Linked DNA regions of Sus scrofa: regions 2 and 3 are each linked to region 1. Evidence: chromatin contacts called from public HiChIP or PLAC-seq data. All regions are on one chromosome and are shown on one strand. The core of a region is the stretch at or near the end of the contact, and the rest is flanking DNA. Distances in the headings are between cores, read along the strand shown.

Region 1 (4,199 bases), core at 809-3,308:
CCTGAGGCTGGGACTCAGGCCGGGTGGGCTGGGTGATGTGGGGAGGCTGCTCTCCTGAGAGCTGATGGAACAGAGATGGGAGAGGCGGATAGGAGCCATACCACCATCCACCACCACCGTGTCCTTGGGCCACCTCCTGCCAGCTCCCAGCCTCAGGGAATCAGTACTCCAGAGAGTCCAAGATGGGCCCCGCAGGTTACATCAGCATTCAGGGGTTTCACATGTGGGAGGTCCTGCCTTATGACCAACTGGCCAGCACTGTGGTTCTCAAACTTCCTCCCCACAGGTGGTCCCAGGCACAGTTTGAGAAATGCTGAGGCAGGGTCTCACCACAGCCCTAGGAGGTAATTTTGTTGCTATTGTTCCCATTTTTTCCAGTAAGGAAGCTAAGCACAGGGGAGCTGAGGAACGTATTCAAGGTCACAAGTGGCCTCAGGCCTTTCTGGAGTCAGCACACTGAGAGGGATCAAGGGATCTAGGAAGGAATGAGCAAGATAATGGGATGAGGAGTTCCTGTTGTGACTCAGTGGGTTACGAACCTGACTAGTATCCATGAGGATGCAGGTTTGATCCCTGGCCTCACTCAGTGAGTTAAGGATCCTAAGGATCTGACATTGCCATGGTTTGCGGTATAGGTCACAGATGTGGCTTGGATCCCATGTTGCTGTGGCTGTGGTGTAGACCAGCAGATGCAGCTCTGATTTAACCCCTGGCCCAGGAACTTCCATACGCTTTGAGTGCAGCCCTAAAAAGACAAAAGAATGCGACCAGCCAGAGTACCCCCTCCACCCTGCTTTCTCTGCCCAGACACCCCTGCCTGCCAGACCCACCCCAAACTCCACCCCAGATGTCCTTTCAAATCCACCAACTGCTAGTCTTCCAAAACCCTGTTAGTGAAACATTCCGAGACCTTAGTTCCTGGGAAGGACAGGCAGTGCATGGGTGGGCCTGGATGCCAGTGGGGGCAGGGCCCCAGCTCTCTTTGGAGAGCTCTCCATAAGAAAACTTAAATCATGCTTTACGGAGTTCCAGAGTTCCCGTCCTGGCGAAGCAGAGATGAGTCCGACAAGGAACCGTGAGGTCTTGGGTTTGGTCCCTGGCCTGACTCAGTGGGTTAAGGATCCGGCATTGCCATGAGCTGTGGTGTAGGTTGCAGACACGGCTCGGATCTGGCATTGCTGTGGCTCTGGCATAGGCTGGCAGCAACAGCTCTGGTTAGACCCCTAGCCTGGGAACCTCCATATGCTGTGGGTGCAGCACTAAAAAAGACAAAAAGACAAAAATAAAAATTATGCTTTACAACTGCACTGATACAAAGATGAATATATTAACATGTATTAAAACATCTTCTTTGACCTAAAAGTTCATTTATCTCTTCCAGCCTTAAAATATTTTTATACATTTCTAGGATGGCAGGAAAATGGCTCCCAAGGTTCTTGTCCCTGGAACTGTGCTGATGTTAGATCATGTGGTGAATAGGAATCAGGGCCGCAGGTAAAATTAAGGTTGCTAATCGGACTTTAAAATAGGAAGATTATCCTGGGCTATGTGGGCGGCCCAGTACCATCACAAGGGCCTTTTCGTTCCTGGCTTGGAAGGGTGAAGGGGCGGTAAGCCAAGAAGGGGGCAGTTAGAAGCTGTAAAGATGGCAGAAGGGATTCTTCCCAGAGCCTCCAAAAAAGAAGGCGTCCTGCTGACCCTTGAACTTGACCCACTGAGACCCACTGGATTTCTGCCCTCCAGACTTATAGATATTAAATATGTGCGTCTGTAGCAATCGTCCTAACAGCAAAAGGAAGTTAACGGTCTCTGAAAGCATCAGCCCCCGGTAGCGTGGTCTCGCAACCCTGCTCTGAGGCTAACCGGCTGTTAACTGCACAAGTTGCCTAATTTCTGGGCGCTTTCCTCCATCTACCCGGCTACCGCAGGTTAAAGACGTGCCGGACTCTGGCCGCTGAGCGCGGAGGCAGAAGCGGGGAAGTCGGAAAGCAGCACGCAGCGTGAGCTCAGTCTCCAGGCTGGGCCGCCGTGCGGCCACCAGGGGGCAGCAGAGGCCGGCCCCCGCCTCTCCCGCCCAGGATCAACTGCGCCTGCGCGGTGCCCGTGGCTGCTGGACGGGAAGTGGGCGGGGCTGGAAAGGAGCTGCTCGCTGGGCGCCGGGTGGCCGAGTGGCAGGTGAGGCCCACGGGGGCTTGGGTGCGGCGGCCCGGGGCGCGGGAGCGGGGCAGATGGCGCCAGGGGGGTGCTACGGCGGGGGCGCCAGGGACGGTGTCGGGGGCTGGAGAGGCCGATATGGGGACCCCGAGGGGTTGGGGGCCGAGTGGGAGCTGCAGAGCGGGGGCGGCTGCGGGGCTGGGGAGCCCCAGGCGAGCATGGGGGCTGAACGCCGGGGGGCAGAGTCTGGGCGTCAGGCCCAAGGGGTTGTGACCGAGCCGGGGCAAGGGACCCAGGACGGTAAAGCGGGATGGAGTGCGAAGGGGTCACGTGCCTCCCCTCTTGCCCGGGTCCGGCCCCTCCGCTCCCCACCTCCTGGAGCATCTGGCGCGGCCACGGCCCTGACCCCTACCCCAGGAGCCTCTGCACCCTGGCCCTACTGCAGCCCCGGCCCCGGCCCTCCCCTAAGTGTATTTAAGCTTTAGCCAGACAGGCTAAGATAGAACCTCAGGCTGGGAGGCCATGGCTCCACCACTGCAGCTGTGTGGCTTCAGGCAAGCCTCTTAACCTCTCTGTATCAGAGAGAAATGGCACCTGATTGGAGGGATTTTAGTGCAGGGCCTAACAGTGGGGCCTAATCCCTGGTGAATGGGCTCCTTCTTGAAGGCTTCCACTCAGCTGGACACTTGTCCTGAGTGACACAGGTCCTGGTGACGTTTCCTGGGGCAGGTTCTGTGGATGAGCTGTGCTCCCACCGTGGGAGATAGAATGCAAGTCTCACTTCTGGCTTTTATGCCATTTCCGGCCATTGTCACATTTCACCCATCCTCTTGCAACTGGAAGTGACAAAGGCATGGAAAGACCCCACCTCATTCCAGCTTTGCCATTTCCTGCCTGTGTGGCCTTCATTGGGCTGCTGACCCTTCCTGAGCCTGTTTCTTCATCTGCAGGAGTGGTTCAGTAAAACTGTACTCAGCCTAGTGGTGAGAGGTAAATAGGATGGTACCACTTTACAAACCTTCAGGCAACTTCATTCCTAGAATTCCTTTGTGTTATCGCCTCAAGCCAGCCCTGTCCTTGAGACCTGTCTGCTCCCACCATGTTCACTGGAGTTTTTAGCTTCCTCTTTCGAGGGGCTGGGCTCCAGGCTACACCACCATCTAGGGGTGTTGGGAGGGAACTGATGCCTTCCCTCTGCTGTCACACTTGCCAGCAGCCGCACAGAGGCCCTGTGACACCTGAGGGACTGGGTAGGGCGTTGGGGGAGCTTATAATCTCATGAGAAGGCAAGCCCGTAAAAAGTGGTGGGTGCACAGCAGTGTGAATGTGCTTAAAGCAGCAGAACTGTACAATTAAAAATGGGTAGAAAGGGAAGTTCCCATTGTGGTGCAGTGGAAATGAATCGGACTAGTATGCATGAGGATGTGGTACAATCCCTGGCCTCACTCAGTGGGGCAAGGATCTGGGATTGCTGTGAGCTAAGGTGTAGGTCACATACGTGGCTCTCGGATCCTGCGTTACTGCGGCTGTGTGTAGGCCGGCAGCTGTAGCTCTGATTCAAGCCCTAGCCTGGTGTGACCCTTAAAAAAAAAAAAAAGGGTAGAACGGAGTTCGGAGTTCGAGCAACAGAAACAAATCCGCTAGTTTCCATGAGGTTGGTTAGGGATCGCAGACCCTAACCAAACTTTTTTGCTTTTTAGGGCCGCACCCAAGGCACCTGGAACTTCCCAGGTTAGGAGTCAAATCAGAACTACAGCTGCCAGCCTACACCACAGCCGCAGCAACATGGGATCCAAGCCACGTCTGTGACCTACACCACAGCTCACAGTAATGCTGAATGCTTAACGCAGTGAACGAGGCCAAGGATCAAACCCACGTCCTCATGGATCCTAGTCGGGTTGGTTACCACTGAGCCACTATGGGAACTCTCCACTTGTAGAAAATTTTAAAACAACGATTACAATACTTTTGTAATAGTGATGCGGTTACCTTTCCTAAGGATCAAGCTTCTCCCTTCTCTCTGTTCTCCAGGCAAATAGGACTTA
Region 2 (4,199 bases), core at 454-2,953, 200 kb before region 1:
GTGGGCAGTGCAGGAAGGGCAGAGCTGGCTCTTCACTTTAGCCAAGACACAGGTGCCGGCTCTGATCAAGGGACGCCAACTCCAGGCACGTTAAGTCCCCAGTGCTCAGGGCTGGGCCTCAACTTGGAGTTGCTGCGCAGGTCCATGGAGGATCTCCTGCTGTGGGGCAGTGAGGCATTCAGCCTAAAGGTGACTGGCCTGGGCAAGCAGCACCTCCTGGCTGGAGGACTGCCCAGTACCTTGTCACCACCCCACAAGGGAGCAAGGCCCTGCACTTGGAGAAAGGATCCTAAGCCAGGAAACTGTCCTATTGCACCTTGATACTGATTTTGTTCTTGATCAAATCCTCAGCGTCCTAGTGGGGTTAACTAGCCACCTGCAGGCTTTCCGGACTTGCTGCGCACTAGAAAACATGAATGGCACCCAAACTATAGGAGTATGCCCTCAGGGAACTGCTATTCCTAAGGGCCTGGGTGCCTGAAGGGAGCCCTACCCAGGCCTGGAACTGGGGTGGACAGGGCAGCATAACCAGAATCCACCTCCTGGAGCCTCTGTCCCACACTTGAAAACCATCCTAAAGTTCCAAAACAATGGGATTTCCTAAGTCAAGACACTGAAGCACCAGCTTGGCAGAGAATGACTCCTGAGGTGGAGCGGGCGCCCTCACCCGGATTTGGATTACTCCCCCTTTGCCCGCCAACCCTAGCCCACGTGGTGCCTCGGCAGGAGAGAGGGTGGGGGACAGACTATGGATTCCCGATTCGAATTTGATTCCTGGGTTGTGGCCTCTGGAAGGATGCCAACCTCAGTGGGGCCTTCTGCTGGCAAAGGGTAGGGGAAGGCGCCCCACAGCTCATTCTGGGGGCGCCCCTCCCGGCCTCGGACCCCTGTCACTGACCCGGCCCTTCACCAATTCCTCCGCTAGTCAAGGAAGCCGGAGGCAGCCATCTCCACACCGTTTATTTCTCTCTTCCGGGAGCTGGGGTCGCTAGGGGCGAGGCAGGCAGAAAACAGAGCCGGCGGCGCCAGGCCGAGAGCAAAGGAGTCTTGGGGTGCGGCCCTCAGGCGAAGGTGGAGCCGTTCCAGCCCACATTGGCCGCGTTCATGTCGTAGTAGTTGATGTAGATCCTGCGGAGAAGGAAGCGAGGCTGAGCGGGCAACTGGGCGGCCGCCGTGGCCGCGTGCTCCCCGGCCCTCGGCGCCCACGCACCTGTCCGGGCTGATGCGCAAGCGTTCGGCCAGCAGGCCGCACAGCAGCTTGCTGTAGGAACGGTTCTGCGCGCCGCCGATCTTGCCGATGCTATGCAGACTGCAAAGGGCGCACGGCTCGCTGGACCCTCCGAAGGCCATGAGCTGGTCCGGGACGACGTGCACCGCGATGTACTGCGGGGGAGGGGACGCGGTCAGTCGGCCCGGGTGACCTCGCCGGCCCAGACGCCCCCCGCCCCCGCGTCCCTTCCCCGCCCGGAGCCCCATTCCGGAATCGCCGCCCCCCCTCCCCCAACCCCAGCCTCAGCCCGGAACCGCCTCGCCCGGCCCTCGTGGCAGACCTGCGCCGGCTTGCCCATGGCCTGCACCAACTGCTGAGTCAGCTCGGAGAGGAACCCGTCCGGCACAGAGGCGCGGGGAACGTTGGTGTTTACCACGAACATCGGCATGATGGCCAGGAACAGTGGGGACCCGGAGCACAGGAACCTAACTGCGCGGTCAAGAAGCAGGGGAACCTGAGATACGTGACCGCCGCCCGGCGCCCCGCCCACTGCGACTGCGGTTCCGCCCCGTGACGTCACCGCCGGCGGAGATCCCGCCCCCGAGGCCGCGAGGCCTTCGCGACTGGTGACGTCACCGCCGGCAGAGGCCCCGCCCTCACGGCGGGACTTTGAGACCCTACTCCGCCTACCCCTGGCTGGGTGCCCCCTCCAAAGCCGTTCACCACCTCGTGGCCAGAAGTGTGCCTTTCCCTCGTTCATCAGCCCTTTTATTTAGTCACAGATATCTACTCATCTGTGTGCCAGGAGCGGGGATACTGCGGTTAGGGGGGCAGGTGGCTTCTGGCCCTCCAGGAGCTCACAGCTGGACAAGTAGATGAAGTCCAGCTCATTCTCACTGAGCCCTTGTGTGTCCTGAGTCTCTGGGGCCACTGTCCTGAGTGGACGGGTGGGCGTGCTGGTGTTCATGTGTAGGGGTGAGGCGCAGTCACTGATGCAGGTGGGAGGGGGCTACCACAAATGAGTCACCATCCAGATGCCTTCCCTATACCCCTGCTCCTCAAGGTGGGTGGGGATGCTGGGTGGTGCCCCGGGTAGGGGCAGCGAGTAGGAGGGGATGTCTGACAGAGCTCAAAGCCCACCCCAAAACTTGAGTCCCCTGGGCAATTCCTCTGATGTGTCCTCTGGGGACGCCCTCTTACAGCCTGAGTGAATTTTCTGTTTCTTCCACTAGTGGTCAGCTCAACGGGTAGCTAGTAGGTGCCAAGCATATGAAAGACATGGACTAAATACTGGGTGAATGAAGTTAGCCATGACGGGGCAGGAAGAGGTCAGGGCCAGGGATGAGCCTGCAGGCCCTGCCATTACTGGACAGAAGGGCCACCTGACCCCTGCTCTGAGGAGACCCCTGGTCAGGGGGCTGGGCTGGGGACTGGCACTCAAGGGGCATGCAGGTTTGGCCAGTCTCAGAGCTCTCCAGGAAAGCCCTGTCCTTGGTCTCTGACAGTTGTGGTCTGGTTAAGGTGGCAGAGCATGTTGCTGGCCTTGACAATGGCCATATGATGGATCAAGGCCACCAGGCTTGTGGGACCAGCTGGCCTCCAGAGGGAAGGTCTCATGGCCCAGCTGTGCCAATAACTCTGTAAAATGTGGGGCTTTCCAGGTAGGCCCAGATCACTTTCCTCCCCACTCCCACACCCAGCCGTCTTTCTGTGCTCAGGGTTCTGTTACCACTGATGCACTGATGTCTCCAGCCCAGGATGCTCCTCTGAGCTCCAGCAGCCAACTCAGCATGGCCTGCTCCCGGTGTCCACATCCAAGTGCATGACTTTTCTCCCACCTCTGATCTCCTCCCAGTGAACTGTGCCTCCCTCCACTATGCCTTTATCCTCGCCTCTCCCCCCACCCCTGATCCCACCTTAGTCTAAGTTAGCTGGCATCACTCTTGGCCTGGCCTCTCCTGGAGGAGGAGTCTGTTCCCCCTGCCTACCCAGGTAGATCTGGCCATGTGACTTGCTTTGTCCAGTGACCAGAAGTGACGCAAATGATTCCAGGCAGAAGATCCAAAAGCTAGTGCCCAGTTCCATGTTCTCTGATGTGGCAGCGGGTGACACAGAGCCTCTCCAACAAACACCTGCAATGCCCTGTGGGTGAGCCGCTATGGTTTTCAGGTTGTTACTGTGACAGAGGGGAGCCTTCCCCATCAGGACAGCCTTTGTGTACCCTCCCTTCCCAGGAGTAGTCACTGCTGTCTTTCAGGGAGGGCCTCTGAGGAGGGACTAGATTCCCAGTCCCACTTGTCACTAGCTTGGACACTTGGCTAACCTCTCTGAGCCTCAGTTTTCCTGCCTGTAACTTGGGGATGACAGTAGTGTCCATTTTACAGGGGGATGTTGTGAGGACCCAAGTGGTTTAATTACTGGTGATGGTCCCCAGTACCATCACAGTGCCCTGGGTGACCTGGTCCCCTCCTGCACTTTCCCTGATCTGCTTCAGCACCCAAAGCTCCTGGCTGGGTCAGGCCCAGTCAGGAGCCCAGCACCTGTTCTCTTCTTCCAGGCTATCACCATATTTCTGTGTGTGAGTTACTGCTTCCTTTCTAGGCTCCCTGAGCTGGGGGACTATTTCTTTTGGGCCTGGCTGCGTGCCTACCTTCTGCCCTGTTGCTCGGTAGCAGGCAGAGGGCCTCCAAGGCTGTCCATGCCCTAGTCCCCCAAACCTGTGAATGCATTACGTTACATGGCAAAAGGCACTTTGCAGATGTAATTAGGGTTACAGACCCTAAAATAGGGAGGTTATCATGGATTATCTGGGTGGTTCCGATGTAATCACAGGAGCCCTTAAAAGCAGAGAATTTTCTCCAGCTCGAGTCAAAGACAAGGCAGAAGCGGAGTCAGACTTAAAGCAGAGGGACTCAGTGTGCTGTTACTGGCTTTGAAGATGAGGGGGCCTCAGTCCTGAAGCCGCAGGGAACTGAATTCTGCTAACAGC
Region 3 (4,199 bases), core at 430-2,929, 190 kb after region 1:
GTGGATGAGGGGGAACTGATCAGTTCCTGGAAAAGCCAGCAGGACTTACTGGCCAACAGGAGGCAGGGGGAGCTAAGAGAAACTTCTAGCCTTCTGACCCCAGCAAACTGAGCAGTGGTATGACCACTGAGATGGAAAAATTGGGGCAGAGTTCCCTTTGTGGCACAGTGAAAAGGAATCTGACTAGTGTCCATGAGGATTTGGGTTCGATCCCTGGTCTCTCAGTGGGTTAAAGATCCAGCATTGCCATGAGCTGTGGTGTAGGTAGCAGGCGGGGCTCAGATCCCTCATTGCTATGGTTGTGGTGTAGGCCTGTAGTTGTAGCTCTGAGTCAACCCTTAGCCTGGGAACTTCTATATGCTACGAGTGCAGCCCTAAAAAGAAAAAAAAAGAAGAAAGAAAAATTTTAGCAACATGGATGGACCTAGAAATCATCATGTTAAGTGAAGTCAGTCAGACAATGAGACACCAACATCAAATGCTATCAGATATGTGGAATCTGAAAAAAGGACACAATGAACTTCTTTGCAGAACAGATATTGACTCACAAACTTTGAAAAACTTATGGTTTCCAAAGGAGACAGTTTGGGGGGTGGGGGGATGCGCTGGGGGTGTTGGATGGAAATCCTATAAAATCGGATTGTCATGATCATTGTACAACTATAAATGTAATAAATTCATTGAGTAATTTAAAAAAAGAAAAGAAAAAAGAAAGAAAGATGGGGGCAGAGCAGGCTCAGGTGCAACAATCCAGAGCTCCACGTGGGGCATAGTGAATTGGAGATGTCCCTCAGATCTCCAAAAGGAGGTGTCTGGCAAGCAGCTGATCACTGCAAGACTGGTGTGACCACCGCGGAGAAGAGTAAACTGGGAGGGGGGGGGGGGCGGTACAGAACTATGAGGTCCGAGAGAGGGGAGGAGGATCCAACAAAGGAGACGGAGAAAGAGAAGCCCCTGAGGAGTGTATGGTGTCCCAGACACCAGAGAAGGGCTATTCGGCCGTGTCACACGCTGCTGAGAAGCCCAACAAAACGAGGTCTGAAAACTGACTCCCAGATGTAGCCACGCAAAAGTTACTGGATCCCAACAAGAGCAGCGCGGGGGGGTCGAGTGCCTGGCTGTTGTGGTTTCAAAAGGACAGCAAGAAACAGCAGGTAGACACAGGCCTTTCCCATCCTGCCATGAAGAAAATCAAAGAAACTCGATGGCAGCTGGTGGGGCAAGGCTGGTCTGTTTCTAATAGGAGATGCTGGAACTCTCGGGTAGGCTGGGGGGCGTGAACCGCGCGCGGGGTAAGACAGCAGTGGCGGAGCTGAAGGAACGGGGACCCTGGGAAACCCTGAGCCTTACGGGGCCGCCCCGCCGGCGTAGGCCGAAGGCTTCTGGGGAAGCGAAGCTGAGAGGGGTTCGGGGAAAAGGCGCAACGCAGGAACGGCCACAGGCGGGACTGAGGCCAACGGGGCCCGCTCCCGGAGGGGGGCTACTTACATCTTGTCTTTCTGGTGCTGTCGCTTCCCCATGGCGTCGGTGGCAGCGGCGGCGCCGGCAGGACGAGCGAACGTGGCAAAACAACCCCAGACAACTCAGACAGCCGCGTCTCCGAAGAAAAACAATCGCAGACAACTCAGACTCCAGCGTCTCCGTCGACCTCGTAACAACTTCCGGGTCCCTTGGCCCCCCCCCGCCCCGCCCCGCCCCGCCCCGCCCCGGAAGCTGGCGCTGGGTATGCCGGGAACCGTGGTGCCCAGCGCGCGTGCCCGAGGTGGGGGGCGGGGGGCGCTTGGGTGCTGGGGCTTCTGGGCCAGCCCTAGGCAGAGCCACCTTACCCCGAAGGCCCATCTTCCCGGGTGCCTTTCTCTGGACCGTTGCCTATCTGCCCCACAGGGCTTAGACCCACCCTAGTTTGACCTGATTTCTCAGGTCTTTAAAAAGCCCGCCTGGGAGTTCCTGTCGTGGCTCAGCTGAAACGAATTTGACTAGAGGACTCAGGTTCGATCCCCGGCCTCGCTCAGTGGCTTAATGATCCGCTTAACCACCTTGTTGTGAGCTGTGGTGTAGGTCTCAGACGCGGCTCGGATCCTGCGTTGCGGTGGCTATGGCATAGGCCAGCGGCTACAGCTTCAATTCCACCCTTAGCCTGGGAAACTCCATGTGCCACGGGTGCGGCCTTAGGAAAAAAAAAAAGCCCACCTAGCTCAGCGGGTTAGGGATCCCACGTTGCCACAGCTGTGGTGCAGTTTGCACCTAGGGCAGGATTTGATCCCTGGCTTGAGAACTTTACACATTCTGCGATTGTAACAAAAAAGTAAATATAAAGGAAAACTCCCACTAGGCCCCATATCCACTCCTCAACTACCCCCCCCCCGCCCCCCCAAGGCAGACAGCTCAAAAGGGACATCCACACTTTCTGTCCACCCGCTCACTGCCCATACAGTTCCCACTGCCTCCAGGCCCTTCTCCTGGGAGGCCCAGGGGCAGGAGCCATCAAGCCTGAAAGTCCAAAGCCCTGATGATACCTTCTGTCTCTTCAGCCAGACCACCATGTTTGTGTGCCCCAGCCAAGCCCTGGACCTCCCTCTACAGTCAAGCACTGGGTGATCTTGCCCAGATTGATGGCTTTAAACACTGTATCCCTTGATTCCCAAACACTAAATTGCCAGCACTCTTGGGAGTGCCTGTTGTGGCTTAGAGGTAACCCGACTAGTATCCATGAGGACACAGGTTCAATTCCTGTCCTTGCTTGGTGGGTTAAAGGATCTGGTGTTGCTGCTGTATAGGTCACAGACTTGGCTCGGATCCTGAGTTGCTGTGGTTGTGGTGTAGGCTGAGTTCCCATGTTGGATCCCAGCCTCCCTGACTTGACCACCTGACCACCTACTGTGTGCAGGCTCAGACCCATGAGCCTCTGGCTTGCAGTACCCTGACCACTACTTGGGACAGGAGAAAGCCCAAGGGACAGCATGGTCCCTGGGGAGCGAGGCACAAGGAAGGCACCTCCGGGGGGAATTTATTCATTTCTCTGGCCGTGCTTTGCACAAGAGAGGTTACGGGTCCCTCTGGTAGGGCACAGGCTCCACGCTGCCAGGGTCATTCTCTGAGTCATCTTGGGGATGGGGCACAGGCTGGAACTTGAGCAGGACAGGCGGCGTGAAGATGGAGGCCTTCACAGAAGGCGATGGCATCTCCTCGGTGCTGGGCAAGCCACTACAGGCTGCGGTCCTGTACAGGAGACAGGCAAGATGTGCCCATGAGCTCAGACCCGGCACACGGGGCCACCAGAGGGTCCTATAACCAAACCCAGGCTGTGGGGTGGTTCTCAATCCGTCTCTACCCCTGGAAGCCCTTCCCACCGGTGTTTGTTCAAGGCTGTTCATTGTGGCAATGTCTGTGATTATGCAAACCTGGAAACAATCTAAAGGACCATTGGGGGAGTTCCCTGGTGGCTCAGGGGGTTAAAGACCTAGTGTTGTCACCACTGTGGTGTGGGTTCATCCTGAGCCTGGGAGTTTCTGCAAGCTGCAAGCACAGCCCAAAAAAAGTTCGTCAGGGAATTGCTTAAGGAATCATGGTGTAGCTATGCCTGCTGTGACCATTCTGCAGCTGTTTAAGGAACCACGTTGGTCTATATATCCCAACAAGTAAAGCCGCCTCAGTGGTACAGTAACAGAAAAGAGCAAGTTTCTGAGAAGTACAGGCTATATCATCTTGCCTTGATTTAAAAATCAACCAATGTAAAAAAAAAACAACAACAAAAAAAAAACTGATGGAGTTCCCGTCATGGCTCAGTGGTTAACAAATCTGACTAGGAACCATGAGGTTGCAGGTTCGATCCCTGGCCTCGCTCAGTGGGTTAAGGATCCGGCATTGCCATGAGCTGTGGTGCAGGTTGCAGACTCAGCTCAGATCCAGCATTGCTGTGGCTCTGGCATAGGCCAGCTGCTACATCTCAAATTAGACCCCTAGCCTGGGAACCTCCATATGCCGTGGATGCAGCCCTAGAAAAGACAAAATAAAAAAATTAACCAATGTATTGGGATTTTTTTTTTTTCCCTTTTTAGGGCGGCACCCACAGCATGTGGAAGTTCCCAGGCTAGGGGTCAAATCAGAGCTGAAGCTGCTGGCCATAGCAACACCCGATCCTTAACACAGAATGAGGCCAAGGATCAAACCCATGTCCTCATGGATACTAGTTAGGTTCC

The links. HiChIP or PLAC-seq counts read pairs in DNA pulled down with a chosen protein or histone mark.
Region 2: a contact with region 1 is called in an H3K27ac HiChIP or PLAC-seq map of alveolar macrophages. The contact joins the promoter of MIF here to the promoter of PPM1F in region 1. A contact is called at or near these places in 1 of 47 Hi-C or Micro-C datasets (embryonic fibroblasts) and 1 of 2 datasets of contacts at active chromatin or transcription factors (alveolar macrophages).
Region 3: an H3K27ac HiChIP or PLAC-seq map of alveolar macrophages shows a contact between it and region 1. The contact joins the promoter of PPIL2 here to the promoter of PPM1F in region 1. A contact is called at or near these places in 3 of 5 promoter capture datasets (fetal liver, fetal skeletal muscle and liver), 2 of 47 Hi-C or Micro-C datasets (embryonic fibroblasts and fetal liver) and 2 of 2 datasets of contacts at active chromatin or transcription factors (alveolar macrophages and skeletal muscle).

What each region holds. Positions count from the first base shown.
Region 1 is chr14:50,038,554-50,042,752 of Sscrofa11.1, forward strand. It overlaps PPM1F (protein phosphatase 1F), which reads left to right and starts at 2,059. Exons shown (of 8, transcript XM_021073287.1): 1 at 2,059-2,175.
Region 2 is chr14:49,839,360-49,843,558 of Sscrofa11.1, forward strand. MIF (macrophage migration inhibitory factor (glycosylation-inhibiting factor)) reads right to left here and starts at 1,704. Exons shown (of 3, transcript NM_001077213.2): 1 at 1,551-1,704; 2 at 1,211-1,383; 3 at 944-1,128. The coding sequence starts at 1,658. The coding sequence ends at 1,062.
Region 3 is chr14:50,231,163-50,235,361 of Sscrofa11.1, forward strand. It overlaps PPIL2 (peptidyl-prolyl cis-trans isomerase-like 2), which reads right to left and starts at 1,680. Exons shown (of 21, transcript XM_001929539.5): 1 at 1,489-1,680. The coding sequence starts at 1,520. LOC100155534 (verprolin) reads right to left here. Exons shown (of 7, transcript XM_013983173.2): 7 at 2,991-3,219. The coding sequence ends at 3,045.